Linked DNA regions of Mus musculus: region 2 is linked to region 1. The links are chromatin contacts, called in public HiChIP or PLAC-seq maps. All regions are on one chromosome and are shown on one strand. Each heading gives the region's core, a stretch centred on a gene start, on an enhancer-like site or on the middle of the called end of the contact. The rest is flanking DNA. Distances are from core to core; before and after follow the strand shown. Region 1 has its middle 6.4 kb from the start of Gm40746. Region 2 has its middle 130 kb from the start of Gm33843.

What was found. HiChIP or PLAC-seq counts read pairs in DNA pulled down with a chosen protein or histone mark.
Region 2: an H3K4me3 HiChIP or PLAC-seq map of bone marrow-derived macrophages shows a contact between it and region 1, with 4 times the contacts expected there. The contact joins two enhancer-like sites.

Annotation. Positions count from the first base shown.
Region 1 is chr10:96,183,798-96,190,935 of GRCm38.p6, reverse strand. No RefSeq gene overlaps it. Among named protein-coding and RNA genes, the nearest start is that of Gm40746, 6.4 kb to the right of the region's middle. Within about 2 kb of position 2,610, at least 84 of the 459 cell types and tissues checked have an H3K27ac peak or open chromatin away from gene starts, as enhancers often do. A contact at or near this core is called in bone marrow-derived macrophages, where this site is marked.
Region 2 is chr10:96,463,259-96,470,396 of GRCm38.p6, reverse strand. No RefSeq gene overlaps it. Among named protein-coding and RNA genes, the nearest start is that of Gm33843, 130 kb to the left of the region's middle. Within about 2 kb of position 4,241, at least 53 of the 459 cell types and tissues checked have an H3K27ac peak or open chromatin away from gene starts, as enhancers often do. A contact at or near this core is called in bone marrow-derived macrophages, where this site is marked.

The DNA of each region.
Region 1 (7,138 bases), core at 1,361-3,860:
AGTTACTGGGCCAACAGCAGATGCAACCGCTGGCACTGAGAGAAGCCCATTATGTTACTAGCCACAGCACCAGCGATCAAGAGCTCCCCAAAGCCCAAGTTTTCAGGGCTGTGACAAAGCCCATCTATTGTTCTCTGGCAGACAGTGCTAGAGAGAAAGGATCCCGGAGTCTTACGGAAGGCAGGCTGAAAATGCATGTGCCAAGCCAAAACTCAAGCGAGGCTACACAATGTAGCTACTGGAGGAGCAGCTGGTCCTGGTGGCACCAGACTGTGTCTTTTCAAGCCGTGTCATCAACAGTTGTCCACAAAGTAAACACGTTCTGAAGGGGTGCCTGTCAGTTTCCATTTATTTATAAATAAGGAGATGAATAGCATCCAACTTACATTTTTTTCATGGTCATTTTGTTTCCCTCTTTAAATTCCAAAACCAGAGCAGAAAAGATGCCACACAGCAACATAGTAACACAGGGCGACTGCAGCGCTGTGTCCAGGAAGCTGAATTGACAACTGATGGATAACACTTTTGGCCCAGTGCTATCAGGCAGTTTTTCAGACTATTGTTGGAACAAAAGAAGGTCAAGTTTTATTCTTTTCTCCTGCTGGGACACAAAGAGTTGGTCTCAACTTTTCTTTTAAAGGAAGGAGAAGAACGCATTCTTAAATCAAGGCTACCCTGGAGCCCTAGGGCAATCCCAGCACTCCTTAACTACAGGGACTGGTTTGTGGACAAACTCTTCTGCCCTTTGAAATTGATTCCCAGTCTTCTTGGTCCTGCTGCCCAGCTAACGAGGTTCTTTTGAATGTAAATGAGTCGTAGTCAAGACATTTCATCTCCCCTCTATTGGTAATAACAAACGGGGCTTCTTGTGTTATCCTTTGTGGAGCTTTGTGAAGTTCAGTAGTGATGGAGTAAGTTCCCTTCTGTAAAATATATATGTATTGTATAAATATATTAGGTTTAGTGTCCTTCCTCCATTGTCTCCATCAAGTTCTTTTGTTTAAAAAATAAAAGCAAAAATTTAAAAGTATAGATGAATTGAAGCCATCTTAGACCAGATGCTAAGTTGGAAACAAATTCAAAGACTTGGGATATTAAATAAATGTGTCTTGTTTGAAAACAGCGGTGGCATGTTTTAGGCCCAATTCTGACAGTACACAGGTCAGCAAAGACCTGTCAGAGCTTTGGGCGCAAACTTTAATTGCCATCTACTGAGGTTTTATCTTTTTCTATGTATTGAATGCTAGTACTGGCCCCCCGAGACCTGGTGGCCTCAGCTAAGAGAGAATACACAAAGTGATGGTACGTGACCTTGCTCTTTAATGATTACTGACTTGAAGACTGTGAGTTGACTGATATGGGTGCTGGGAATCAAACCTGGGTCCTCTGCACCAAGTGCTCCTAACTGCTAAGACATCACTTCAGCCCCTAAGGCAGGGATTCTCCGCTTGTGACTCCTTTTTACCAGAGAGATTTTGATGGAACATCAGATGGAGAAGCATATAAAATAAGTATACAAATGAAACACTACTAATAAATCATATTGAGATTAATTTTTAAAAACTTTGTATGCGTACAATCTATCATTTACTAAAGACAAAAGTCTATTTGCATACCAATGAGAGATGTGCTTGTTTCTTTTGCATAAAAAATTAAATCTTCTGACTATTTTACATTCAGAACATAGAGCACTTTCAGTTTTTCAAAGTAGATCAATATTTTGATTGGGGACTGGACAGGGATTGAACATTTGCTCCAAACAAAGCTAACAGTAAAGGGGACTGGACACTTAGAGACGGTGTTCTGAGAAATAAATTTATATTTATATAGCCATCAATGTTAAGAGTGCCATTTGGCATAAATAGGTAGTACAAACTGTCAGAAGTGTGCTTAGGAGCATTTAGAAATTGTTGGAAATTCTATCCTAATTGTAAGCCAAAATTCACTGGACAATTTTTGCAAGACTCAAAGAAAGAGGAAGAGAGAATAAGGCTGAGTCACTTGCATATTTTATTTTGCTCAAAATTTTCTCAGAACAACCATGATTATATCTGTATATACATAAAGTAAAATAAACAGAGTATAAGCGCAGCAGTGATGTATGTCACAAGCATTGTCTAATCAGAGTAAACTTGAAAATGACTCAATGACAACAAAATTTCAGGATCTAGAAGCACCCATTGGTCTAAGAGACTAATAACAAATACTTTGTTGTAGTCTGCAGCAACCTATAGCAAACACTTCGTTGTAGTGTGCAGCAACCTATAGCAAACTATAGCCACCTGCATACAGCCACGTTCAACACCCAGTCTAAGTCTGACTGTCTCGGAAAGAAGAGCCTCCTACTACATCTCTGCGTACGTCTGGAGGTAATAAAACACGTCCAAACGTTGCTCTATTCTCTATTGCAGCTTTGACTTATCTGTCATAATTCTCCACTTTGGGCTTAAAGACAATTGATTTTTTTTTTCCCTGTGTGGGCCCTTCCAGGATTTTGACTCCAATTGCTGGCAAAAGTGAGCTTTAGCTTCTCCAAAGTAAACATCTCTCTGTCCTCCAGCCGCCGTCCGTATGTGATGTTGAAAGAATGGCAGGAAATCAATGAGTCATGGTGGGGACTGGACAGGGATAGGACGTGCACTCCAAACAAAACTAACAGTAAAGGGGGCTGGACACTTTGAGATGGTGTTCTGAGAAACAAAGCCAAGATTTCAAGAAAAAGCAAGTACTTTACACAGGAAGGGAACTGAGCATCGTCTACACAGAGGGAAGAGTCTCATTGGGGATGGAGAAGAAGAAGACAGGATTGGATGCAGTACCCAGGCAGAGAGCAGCTAAGCCAAACAGAAGGGTGACAAAGTAGAGAAGTTGGGGGCGAGGGGAATAGAAAACTCAATTACAGCAGTCTTTCCCAGATGAACTGATTACCTATTGTGGTGAAGGGAGTTAGGAAACATGTTGTACCTTGTATTGCTGAGTTGGGAAGGAGCATTAAAAATACCAGTGGGGCTGGCAAGGTGGATCAATGGGTAAGGCACTCAAATCCAAACCCTTAGAATGCAGGTAAATCTGACCACCACGGTCTATAATCCCAATATCCCCACAGCAAGATGAGAGTCAGAGCAAGGAAAATCCTGCCCTCCCAAAAGCTTGCATACCAGATACCCTAGCAACATATATTGGCAGACAGAGACCCAACCTCCAGCTGTGAAAAACGAAGATGGACCCCTTACACATGCTCTGGTGCCTACACAAGAAAACACACACACACACACACACACACACACACACACACACACACACACCCCTTATCAAAATGGCCACAAAGGAAACGGAAGAGAGAGGCAGTGGGAGCTAAGTCCAGGCTTTTGTGGTAGCTGAATGTAGAAGAACGGTGCGGGCCTCCTGACAACACTGAGCATCTCAGTGTTTGCTTCACACGTTTTTCCTTTACCCTGCCACCTGATATATGGCCAGAGCAATTACAGGATTGCTTGTTGTTGACTGACCTATAAGGCCTATTTGCAGAGCACAGTAGTGGCTCTTTGTCCCCATTTCCAAGGGTATGTGCACCTTGGTGTGTACAGATCTACAAGGCCCTGGCCCGGTAGAGACCTCCACTCTGGGCATTTATTAAAGAGTCACAATACCTTCCCAGATTGCCTGAGTTATTACAAAAACCCAGCACCCCATGGTGTGAACTGTCTGACCTGTTCAGTCAGTCCCAACAGAAAATACATTCAAAGTGTTACATTTTCTTGTTTTAAAATTTTCCTATTTCCCATGACATTTTTTGTGAGCTCACTGTAAACATAGCTCTGTGTGTTTTCCCTTCCACCCTCTGAAAATGTGTGTTGTGTGAAATATTAAAAAAGCAATCCACGCTATGCTGGCAGGGCACTAGTGGGAAGACTGGCCTGTTCTCATCTCAGCAGACTCTCTAATCTGAAGCTCTGAAATCTCTCCACCTGGCTTACTAAATTCCCATGGTGGGTCATTGCCACGCCAGCCCATGATTCCAAATTCCCACGGCTTTTTGGGGTGCACTTCTTGCAAACCCATGCTTTGCCATGGTACCTTTCTCTCTGGAACCTTGCTGAGTCGCTGCATAAAGGAAAACACCAAACAATCTTGGTTTAGAATTACCGGGTAACTCAATCGCTGGAGTAACAACTAGCATCCTAATTTGTAAGCCATTCTATGTTAAATCCTCTGGCAAAGGATCCCAATGTATCCGCCACCTAAACCGTGTCCTCCTTCACCTACTTTTTTGCCCCATGAGCCAACCCACCAGCCAGGCTTCGGCTTTCCAACTCAGAAGTCCCGCCTACTCCTCGCCCAGTGATTGGTCCCCTGAAATCTTTATTCATTAGGGGAAGATTCTTCTGAAGTCACCTGCTTAGTGATTCCCTCCTCCTCCCAGGTAGTAACTCTTGGGAAAGCGCAATTAGCATTAAAATACAAACAGCACTAGGGGTTGCCCATAACAACTGTGGGAGTTTTTTGTTGTTTTGGTTTTTAAATCAAAAGATGGAGAGGCAGGCAGCTTCTCCAACCCACCCGGGTTCTCTGGAGTCCACTCCCAACGTGAAGGATAGCTGGGTGTTTTGAAGAGCTTGGACACAGATGGCCAATAGAGTTCCACACAGAACTCAGCCATGTTCCTGTGACTTTCTAGATGACTCCTGGTTTATCCTCCAGCCCCTGTGTTCACTCTTCTAATACTGGTCCAAGCTCCTGCCTCTCTCTCCACCACATGTATTCTCTAGCCAATAGCTTTCAATCACCTGAGCCACAGTATCCTTCCTCTATCCCTAGGCTTTCCAGCAGGTTTGACCCTCTAGAGGATGGATCTCTGTCAAAGTACTGGTCAGAGCCAAGACACCCAGAGATACTATGGACACGATGTTACCTTGAGAATCTTGGGAATTATAATTAGCCTCTCTATACAAGCAGCAACATAGACATTCTCACCAAGATTCTTAAACTCAGGGTAACATGTTTTCCCATCTACTGCGGTCACAAGCTTCTCCTTTAAGTGTGTTTTGAGTCATCTCCTGTTATTTCCTTCCTAAAAATCTTACCAGTATTTGACATCAACCCCAGCATCTCGCAACTTGAGTCCCAAACCAACTAAGATGATACTGTGACAGTGACCTTGCTAAATGGTTCTGAAATGTATTTAAATCATGAATCCAAACACCCTGTTCCTTCCTACTCAGCTTAGAGTGTTTCCTAGAATTCTTAGTCCTTCGTGTGAGCTTAATAATTTGGCCAAATGTCAAGTCAACATGTGGTCATTATCATTTCTTTATGGAGGGTTTTTTTTTTTTTTTTTGGCCAGAGATATGAAAAAGAATAAGAAAAGTAGCATGCAAAGAAATTATGAAGATAATATGACTGTGAGTGGAAGCTGATATAACTCTCATAACTAAAAAGATTCCAGGGTTCTTACTACTCCTCTGTTGGTAAATTATGCCTACCATTACCATCTACATCAATAGTGTGTGCATTCCAATGTTACTATAGGGACAATAGAAAGCAACCAAACCTATGTAAGCATATACGTGTGTGTGTGTGTGTGTGTGTGTGTGTGTGAGAGAGAGAGAGAGAGAGAGAGAGAGAGAGAGAGAGAGAGAGAGAGAGAGAGAGAGAGCTGAAGCTTGTATAATACTTAGAGTGACTCATGCTCTTGGTCTACATGGCAGTGGTCAGCCCTAGCCTTCAGGGATCAAAGGAAAGACAGCAAAGCAAGCCGTGTGGATGTTCACCCCTGGCCCCTTGTAGAAGTCCTTTGTTAGAGTAAAATTTAAAAACTTTAAAAATTTATAAGAGAACCAGATCCAACAGGAGGTCATCCCACCTCTCTTCAAAAATAAGATTTGAAATATACATTCACATGTATGTTTCTTAACAGCAAATTTCGCCCTAAGTATGTACAGAAATATGAACTATCTGCTCTAGAAAGATTCATAAACACCAAAAAAATCTGAGTGCTAACATTTTTCAGTGGGAGAAAAGTTGAAAGTAAGCACATTTTAAACATAGCTTAACTCACCTTTATTTTGTCCTTTTAAGTATCCACTTTTAATTTTATACTATAAAAGGTTATTCATATAGACACATATGTAATCCACAGACAGACATAAGTCAGCACAACTTGCTCAAACATTGTGGGCTTCACATCAAAATGTGGGAGAACATGGGTCGTGGTGACCCCAGCTGTGTGCCTCCCTTTGGGGTTATGCTGAAGGTCTCAGTTGAGGCTACTGGTATGCAGTAGCACTAACTGGGTGATTTTTGACAGCAAACACAGACTCATCATGCTTTTGGCCAGTGAGCCATTGAAGATCAAGATGCTGAGAGATTCTGGTAAGGAGCTGCCTCCCAGTCCACAGACAACTGGGCTCTCACTGTAAGCTGACTAGCTTTTTGGGATGCTCTTTTATAAGGACACACATCCCATTCACAAGGGATCCAATTTTGTTCAATTTAGTCCTTCAATCAACATACAAATTATTGGGTTCTGTTGGGGCCTTTTCACACTTAGCTTATATTGGTTGGTTTCCCACTCTGATCTTCCTTGCATCTCCCTGTTCTCTCTTGAACCTCTCCACCTTCAGTAGCTTCTTATCTCTGGGTCACATGTATCCTCTTACCCCCTTGCCCTACCTGAACACCACTTTTCCCTTCTCTTGGTACCCTCTCCAGTTCTGTGACTGATTTTCCCACGTATATACTGTCTTAATTAGGGTTTCACTGCTGTGAACAGACACCACAACCAAGGCAACTCTTAAAAGAACAACATTTAATTGGGGCTGGCTTACAGGTTCAGAGATTCAGTCCAGTATCATCAAGGTATGATGATACTGCCTGCATGGCAGCAACAAGACAGGCATGGTACCGTAGGAGCTGAGAGTTCTACATCTTCATCTGAAGCTCCTAGCAGAACACTGGCTTTCGGGCAGCTAGGATGAGGGTCTTAAGCCCATACTCATGCTGACACACCTACTCCAACAGGGCCACACCTTCTAATAGTGCCAAGTATCACTGTGGTGGTCTATAAAGTTCTCTGGCTATTTCTGCCAAAGCTAAGTCATATGGTAGCTCTAATTTTAAATTTTTGAGAAAGCTATAT
Region 2 (7,138 bases), core at 2,992-5,491, 280 kb before region 1:
TGCCCTCCCTGTCTGATGGAACCTGAACGTCTTCTGTGTATGTGTGCTCCCCCCATCTTGCACCTGCTCCTTCTTTTCTCTTTGGCTGAGATTTGAACTCCCTTCACAGACGTAGTACTACTATTGTAGTGTTGCCCTGAATAAACCCCAACATCATTTTAGAAGATCCAGAACTTCATTTGGAGGGTTTTTTTGTTTTTTGTTTTTTTCCTGTTCCTTTTCACACAGGGCTGTGATGGTCTAGCTTGGACCATCCTCAGTGGCAGGGACAGTGACTATACTCATTAAACGACTTCTTGATTCAATTTCTTGACTTTTGTCAGTATTTCTCCAAATATGCTCTAAAGAAAAATTGTATCACAGTCTGAGAAGATCAGTGGATAAGAGAGCCTCCTGTCCTTCTAGATCATAATTTACTTCCTATCACCTTTGCAGTCACCTGGAACTCCAAGTCCAGGGGGTCTGATGCCTCCCTCTGGACTTCATGGGCACCTACACGAACACACACACACACACACACACACATGCAAGCACGCATGCAATCGTGCATTCATGCTTGAAAATAAATCTTAGAAAAAAAATGTAACCAGAAACACTTGGTGGTGAACTGTGCAGATCTCCTGTTCTTATTTGAAACGGATGAGAATCACCTAAAAGCACTTTCAACTTTTCAGTGCCAGGCATTGTCTTTTAGTCTGTTTTGTTCAATTGCTAACTCTACAAAGCAAAAGTAAGTTTCAAACAAAAACAAACAAGAAGCCCCAGCTGCTTCCAATCCACAGGTCCAGTGCTACCTCTATGGAGGTTTGGGATCCAGGCTCATGTCATCTTTGCATATCCAGTCTTGTTCACCATCATTTCCATTCCAAGATTTTCTGTTTTATTTTGTGATTACCTTGAGTACCCATTTAGGCTGCAGAGAGTTAATTAAGAAATTGTGGCAGGCCCTAAAGACAAGACAGGGAACATTTCACATTCAAACCACAGCATAGCCCCAGGCCTGGGTGCAAGAGAAGTATTAAGTACAGCAAGCAAGCAAACAAACCGTTGTGTTTTGTGGATCAAAAGCACATGGCCCAGAGAAGCTCTGAGTGCTGTACCACAGGGCAGAAATGTAACCAACGCAAGGCCTGCTGTTTCCTTAAGAGGAGGCTAAGGCAGAACCGGCGGTGCTCGGCTATTTCTTTGCACAAATCCTTGGCGTGGGCTGTGAAATGTCAAATGTAGATTTGATTAAGCCCAACTCTAAAGCCCTAAGGCAAGTGTGTATCCACGGTTCTAATGTAATTATCGGAGCCACCTCTGTCTGCTACTAGGGCTGAGCTAGCACCCCATCATGGATACCAACGTCTACAAAATGAAGCCTGCAATTGATTGATTCATCACATCCCAAGTAGAAAGAGCCTAAAAAGCTCGACCAGGCTGGCTCCTCCTGAAAACTGAAGCATTAAATTAAGTAGCGGAACCAGCAGACCTGCCTTCTGATAGTCTGAAAAGGCGGAGCAAAGCATGGGCCCTAAAGAAAATGGTAGAGATCAAAGTTCTGTTGCCCTTTCGAGCAGCAAGGCTCTGGACATTTCCAATCCTTCCTTGAGATGATAACCCATACTTTGAATTCTTGGAGGCTGTGATCAATAATGAGTCTTCAGACTGAAGGATTCAGGAGATGAAAGGGGAAAAGTGGTGTTTCCTGGATCCATACACTGGGAGAGCAGGCATACAGGGAGCATGAGCGTAGATCAAATTAAACTAAATGCAGCAGCCTCACTGGGGCAGATGAGATTTCACCACTGCATTCTCAGAGGGAAGAAGAGGATGCACTGCCTACACCCAAGTTAGCCACTAGCCAAAGCTCTACTTTGTTTTGTGAAATTCACATCATATTATTTCTTCCTCCTCCTCCTCTTTTCTTCATCTTCTTCATCCTCCTCTCTTCCTCTTCCTCCTTCCTTCTTTCTTCCTGCTTTAAAATGTGTTCCTGTCCTCTTTTAAGGACTGATTGGAACCAAGATGACAAGAACCAAACCTCCAGAGAAAGATCGCTGTACTGTGAAATTCAAGCAGAGAGAAATGGCACAGCCATGTTCGACCTCACCCAGTAGTGGAATCTAAACACGCTCCACATGGTTCAGAGAGAGAACCAGAGAGAGGTCTGTCTGGTGAGATAAGTCACCAAAAATTTAAAATTTGCTTATCACCCTTCACAGAAATGAGCCATATTTTCAAGCTCCATGAGCTTCCTCCAATTTGACCAACAAAGTTAGAGTGTTGAGAACAGTTTCCGCGTGACTCTAGAACCAAAGTCTTATTTTGGGGGCTTTTGGAATTGTCTCTGTCCAGATATCCAGAGGTCAGAGTGGTCTTTGTTGGAGACTCTGTAGGAGGCTCACCATAGGAGAAAGATCATTTCCCAGCTGAGAGCCATCCAGGAGATAGGGGAGGGAAACAGATGGTTTTATGAGGGTTTGACTTCTACTTTAAGCCTCGATTCTGGAAATGGCAGTGGTATTGTGGTTCAGCCCTGGTAGCATCTGTCACAGGGATGCCAGGCTTAAATATCACAGTGCTCTTTCAAGCACAAATTATATTAAAAGTAGTTTCTGCCTTCCAGGGACTCCCTTGCCTTAAAAGCATCCATCGTCTGTCTCCTTCTGCCTGTGTATTAAACCTAAGCTCATAGATATTCCCTCCGGCTTGCCTTCATCTGGTCTTCCATCTTTTTACCATCGTGTCCTGTAGACCAAGGACTGTCAGACTTCTTTTCTATAAAAAGGCAAATTGTAAATATTTGAGTCTCGGGGCCATGTGTTCTCTGTCACCACTGTTCAGCCCTGCTGTGACAGAACAAAAGCACTCATGGACAATATGTAAGTTAAAGAACATGGTTGGGCTTCAATAAAATTTTATTTACAAGAACAAGGTAGCGGGCTGCATTTGATTTGGCCCGAGGTTGTAGTTTGCCAACTTAACTTCTATTTTAGATGGAGCAAATGTGTTCCTTTTCATACTCATTTCCCTTGCCTTGTAGGCTCTTGGGTTTTTTTTTTTTCTCCAAGCTCAAGTTGCTTAATTAATTAAAACTCATTAGTCACTGAAAGAATATTGTGTGCCAGATGCTGTCCTTGGGTCTAAAGATGCAACAGCGAAAAATAAGCTTTCTATTATTATGGAATTTAGGTTCTACAGAATGAAGAGAACAATGGAAACACATTCTGGGTGAAGAAGGATGAACACAGGATGCATGTGGAGGCGGAGGGCTGTTTTGTAGACGAGAAAAGTCACATTGATGAAATGGTTCAGTGACAGTGATAAAAATCAAGGACAAGTTCAATCTGCAATAGATGTGGGTATAACGGGAAGTTGTCAAGGTGGACAGAACAGGAAGTGCAAAGCACCTGAGGTAGAACCTCCTTGGCCTGTGGGATGCAGTGCAAAGATGCTGGCATTGTTGGAGGGCTCCAAATGGGTGTGGGATGAGATGAAAATTGTAGTGTTGAGCAAGATTTGCTAAAGCCATGGAAAGGACCTAAGATCAGAAGCATTGAAAAGTAGAGATGAAAGAATGGAACATATTCATTGTGCGTGAATGGGAACATTGACAGCTATGTGTAGTGCAGTAGGAAGGATAGGGTCAAAGTGGAAGGACCTGGCTAAAGGTGACAACTGCTATCTAGGGTTCTAAAGCAGAGGGATTAAGACACCACTTTCTGAATGACGTTTGAAGGCATGGTGGAACAATGGAGTATAAAAGAAATACATAGTAAAGGGCAGAGCCAAGGGATTAGAAGGAGGGGCTTCGGACTAATTAAGGTAGTGAGGACTAAGGGAGAAATAGAGTGGGTAGCAATAGTCTAACTTTATTTTATTTATTTCTATCATGTTAAGCTTGAGATGATATTTGGACTTTTCTCTGTGAAATGCTGAACAGTTGGGTAAGCATGCCTTGAAGTTCACTGGCGATGTCAAAGGCAGAGACAGACATTTGAGAACTACCTGTAATCAGCACTTATGGTTGTGAGGTGACATAGGGCGTCCGAGAAAGAATTGAGAAGAAGAGTGATCAGGAAGGCAGCATTCAGATGATTTGACCTTAAGTAGATTAAAAAGTAAAACAAAAAACCAATGAAGAAAGCCCAGTGAGGCAGGAAGTAAAGTAAGAAAAAGTGACCTCCCAGGCACTAAGGGGAGTTTCTTTAGAAGGAGGAACTGAATAAGTGTGGGATTTTGCAAACATATTGAGCAAGTTGAAGGCTGAGACATAGCACAGATCCAGCAACACTGGAACCACACTGACTTTTCCCACGGTGGTCTGAGGAGCAGTGACGAGGGAAAACTACAGAGGCTGTATAAAACAGGTCATGAAAACCCCCGAACATTTCCTTCCTTGAGATACTTGATAACATTTCCCGAACATTTCCTTCCTAGAGATACTTGATAATACTTATGGTGGTTAATCTTAATTTTCAACTTAATTTAGAATTACCCAGGAGACACCTCAAGGCCAGCCTCTGAAAGGGTTTCAAGAATGGCTTCTCCAAGGAGACAAGAACCATTCTGGGTGTTGGTGGCATCATCCCATCAGCTGGATTTCTAGAATAAAGAAGAGAGGGAAGGGAGAAGGTACCAGCTTCCATTCCTCCCTGCTTGCTGACTACAGACTCTCACTCCACACTGTCAGTCCCTCCTGACACATAACGTACCCTCAAACTGTGATCCAAATGTACCCTACTTCCTTGAGTGATTTGGGACAGATATTTTATCACAGTGACAAGAAAAGTCCAGCCTTCTACCATTTTAACTATTGGTTTATATTTTCATAGCCTCAGCTATTTTGTGCCCAATCCCAAAGCTGAGCCACGATCATCTGCTAATCAACTTTTATGTAGCATAATACTAGGCACTTAGTAAATGCTGCCTGAATGCTTGTAAAATGAATATAAAACTGAAATCTAAGAAGATTTTCCACAGATGAATATGACTGCCATAACATTTAGGAACACCAATAATAATAATAATAATAATAATAATAATAATAATAATAATAATAATTAATAATAATAATAATGATGATCTTTTAAAAAACAAGATTAAAGTTACCAATATTTTAAATAAATATAAAATTCATAGTTTAAAAAACAACTGGTATGTCAGACATAATGTAGGAAGATGTAACTTTAATACAGCTCTGAAGCTAAGTACATCTTTAAAGTGCCCGGTAAACAGAATCAGTCATAAACAGAGTTTTAGATGGTTGGGGGAGAGCGAACACTCCATGCTATTGCACTTTTGTGACACTGCCCGTATCTGTGTTTATATCCTGATTTTGTTTTCCTGCAGTGCTGAGGATCAAGCGTGGGACTTTTGGGTATGTCAGAAAGACAGTCTACCATTGTCTCATCTTAACTGGGATATCACACTCCTACCTGTAATTTATACATACACTATCTTGCATAGCATGTAGTGAGATTGCTCAGTGGAGAGAGTTTAGTCCTGCTGAAGATGATGGTGAGGCTCCAGGAGTATTAGGAAGCATCTCTCCCTTCTGTAAACCACATGTACTTAGCATAAACTCCCATAATATTCGCTCTGCTTCTTCTTTTAGAACTTCCCATATTATAAACTCACCACTGTTCTAAGAAACCCCTCAAATTAATGTTCTCCCTTGTGTTGGTTTGAAAGAGAATGGCCTCCCATATATCATAGGTTTGAATACTTGGTCTCCAGTTGGTGGAACTGTTTGGAAAGAACTAGGGGGTGTAGTTTTGTTGGAGGAGGTGTGTTACCTGAGCCTGACTTTGAGTTTTCAAAAACCCATGTCAATCTCGGTTAGCCCTCTCTGCCTCATGCTTTTGGATCAAAATGTAAGCTCTCAGCTACTGCTTAGTCACTATGCCTGCCTGCCTGCTTGCCTGCCTGCTGCCATGCTTTTTACCCTGATGTCTATGGACAACTCCTGAAACTGTGAGCCCCAATACTCACTCCCTATGAGTTCCAATTAACTCTTTCTTCTATAAACTGTCTTTGTCATGATGTTTGCCACAGTAACTGAAACACCCTCTTTAAGGCCACGATTTTGAAATCAAATTCACTGTAGTGAATTACTTTGGGGTTGAATTGATTGGGTCAGTTTTTGTTGCTGTTGTAGAAATGATTCTTTAGTCCTTTGAACTATGTCTATTAAGCATAGAAGCACAGATTAGCACATGATTAATCAAGTGACTTTCTGGCTAGATCCTTTAATTCAATCAACACTGAGACATTATGCCCAGAAGTCAAATGATGATTTTTTTTCCCAAAGGTCCATTTCAAAGGCAAAGTAGCTTCATTATAGAGGACAAAAACCACGATCAAATCTTCTGTCTCTAAGTAACAGCTAGTTAGCACAGTTAGTGACTAGAACTTAGTCATCCAGGTATACTTTATTTATTCAATATGAGAAAAGGCCTGTAGAAGTGTTTGGTGAGTCATTTCATAAGACCAAAGCCAAGCAAAACTAGAGCACTCTTGTTGGAGATATTTTCCTCAGTGTGAAGTTTCTTTTGGGAGACTTGACATACAGGTGTAGTCAAACTTTGGCATGGAAAGTAAGTCATGAATTTTATAGGCAATGACCCTTGATGTCTTAAGCATGTGATACCACAGCCAAATCTAGCAATATTCCCTGAAAGAAGCAAAAATAGATGCAAGAGAGGAAATTAGGTGGAGGTAATTGAATTCTTTAAAAAAATTTTTTTTTTGCTAGCCAAGGATCCCAAGAAGACAAAATCTCGTTCTTTACATAAAGGACATAGCTTCATTTCTATTTTACAGAGAAATAACCTTTCAGAAAACCATTCCTAAAAATTGTGCTACTATGCCTTTGAGTTTCCTATTTTGTGGGTCATAGATTTAACAGGCTGTAATGCTATTTAAACATGGTAGATACTTAATGCACCATGAAAAAAGCCCTTAAGCCATGGGAAATTACAAAAATATCTCAATGCCAGGGTCACAAAAGTGAACATTCTTAACATGAACTTCAAAGGTAAAATGAAATTACATTTCCTGTAGGTTCCTGAGGGTCTATTGACCAATGATCATGGACACCAGTGATTTCACCCACAGTCTTGTTAGAGATTTTGTTCAAACCAGCCAGCCA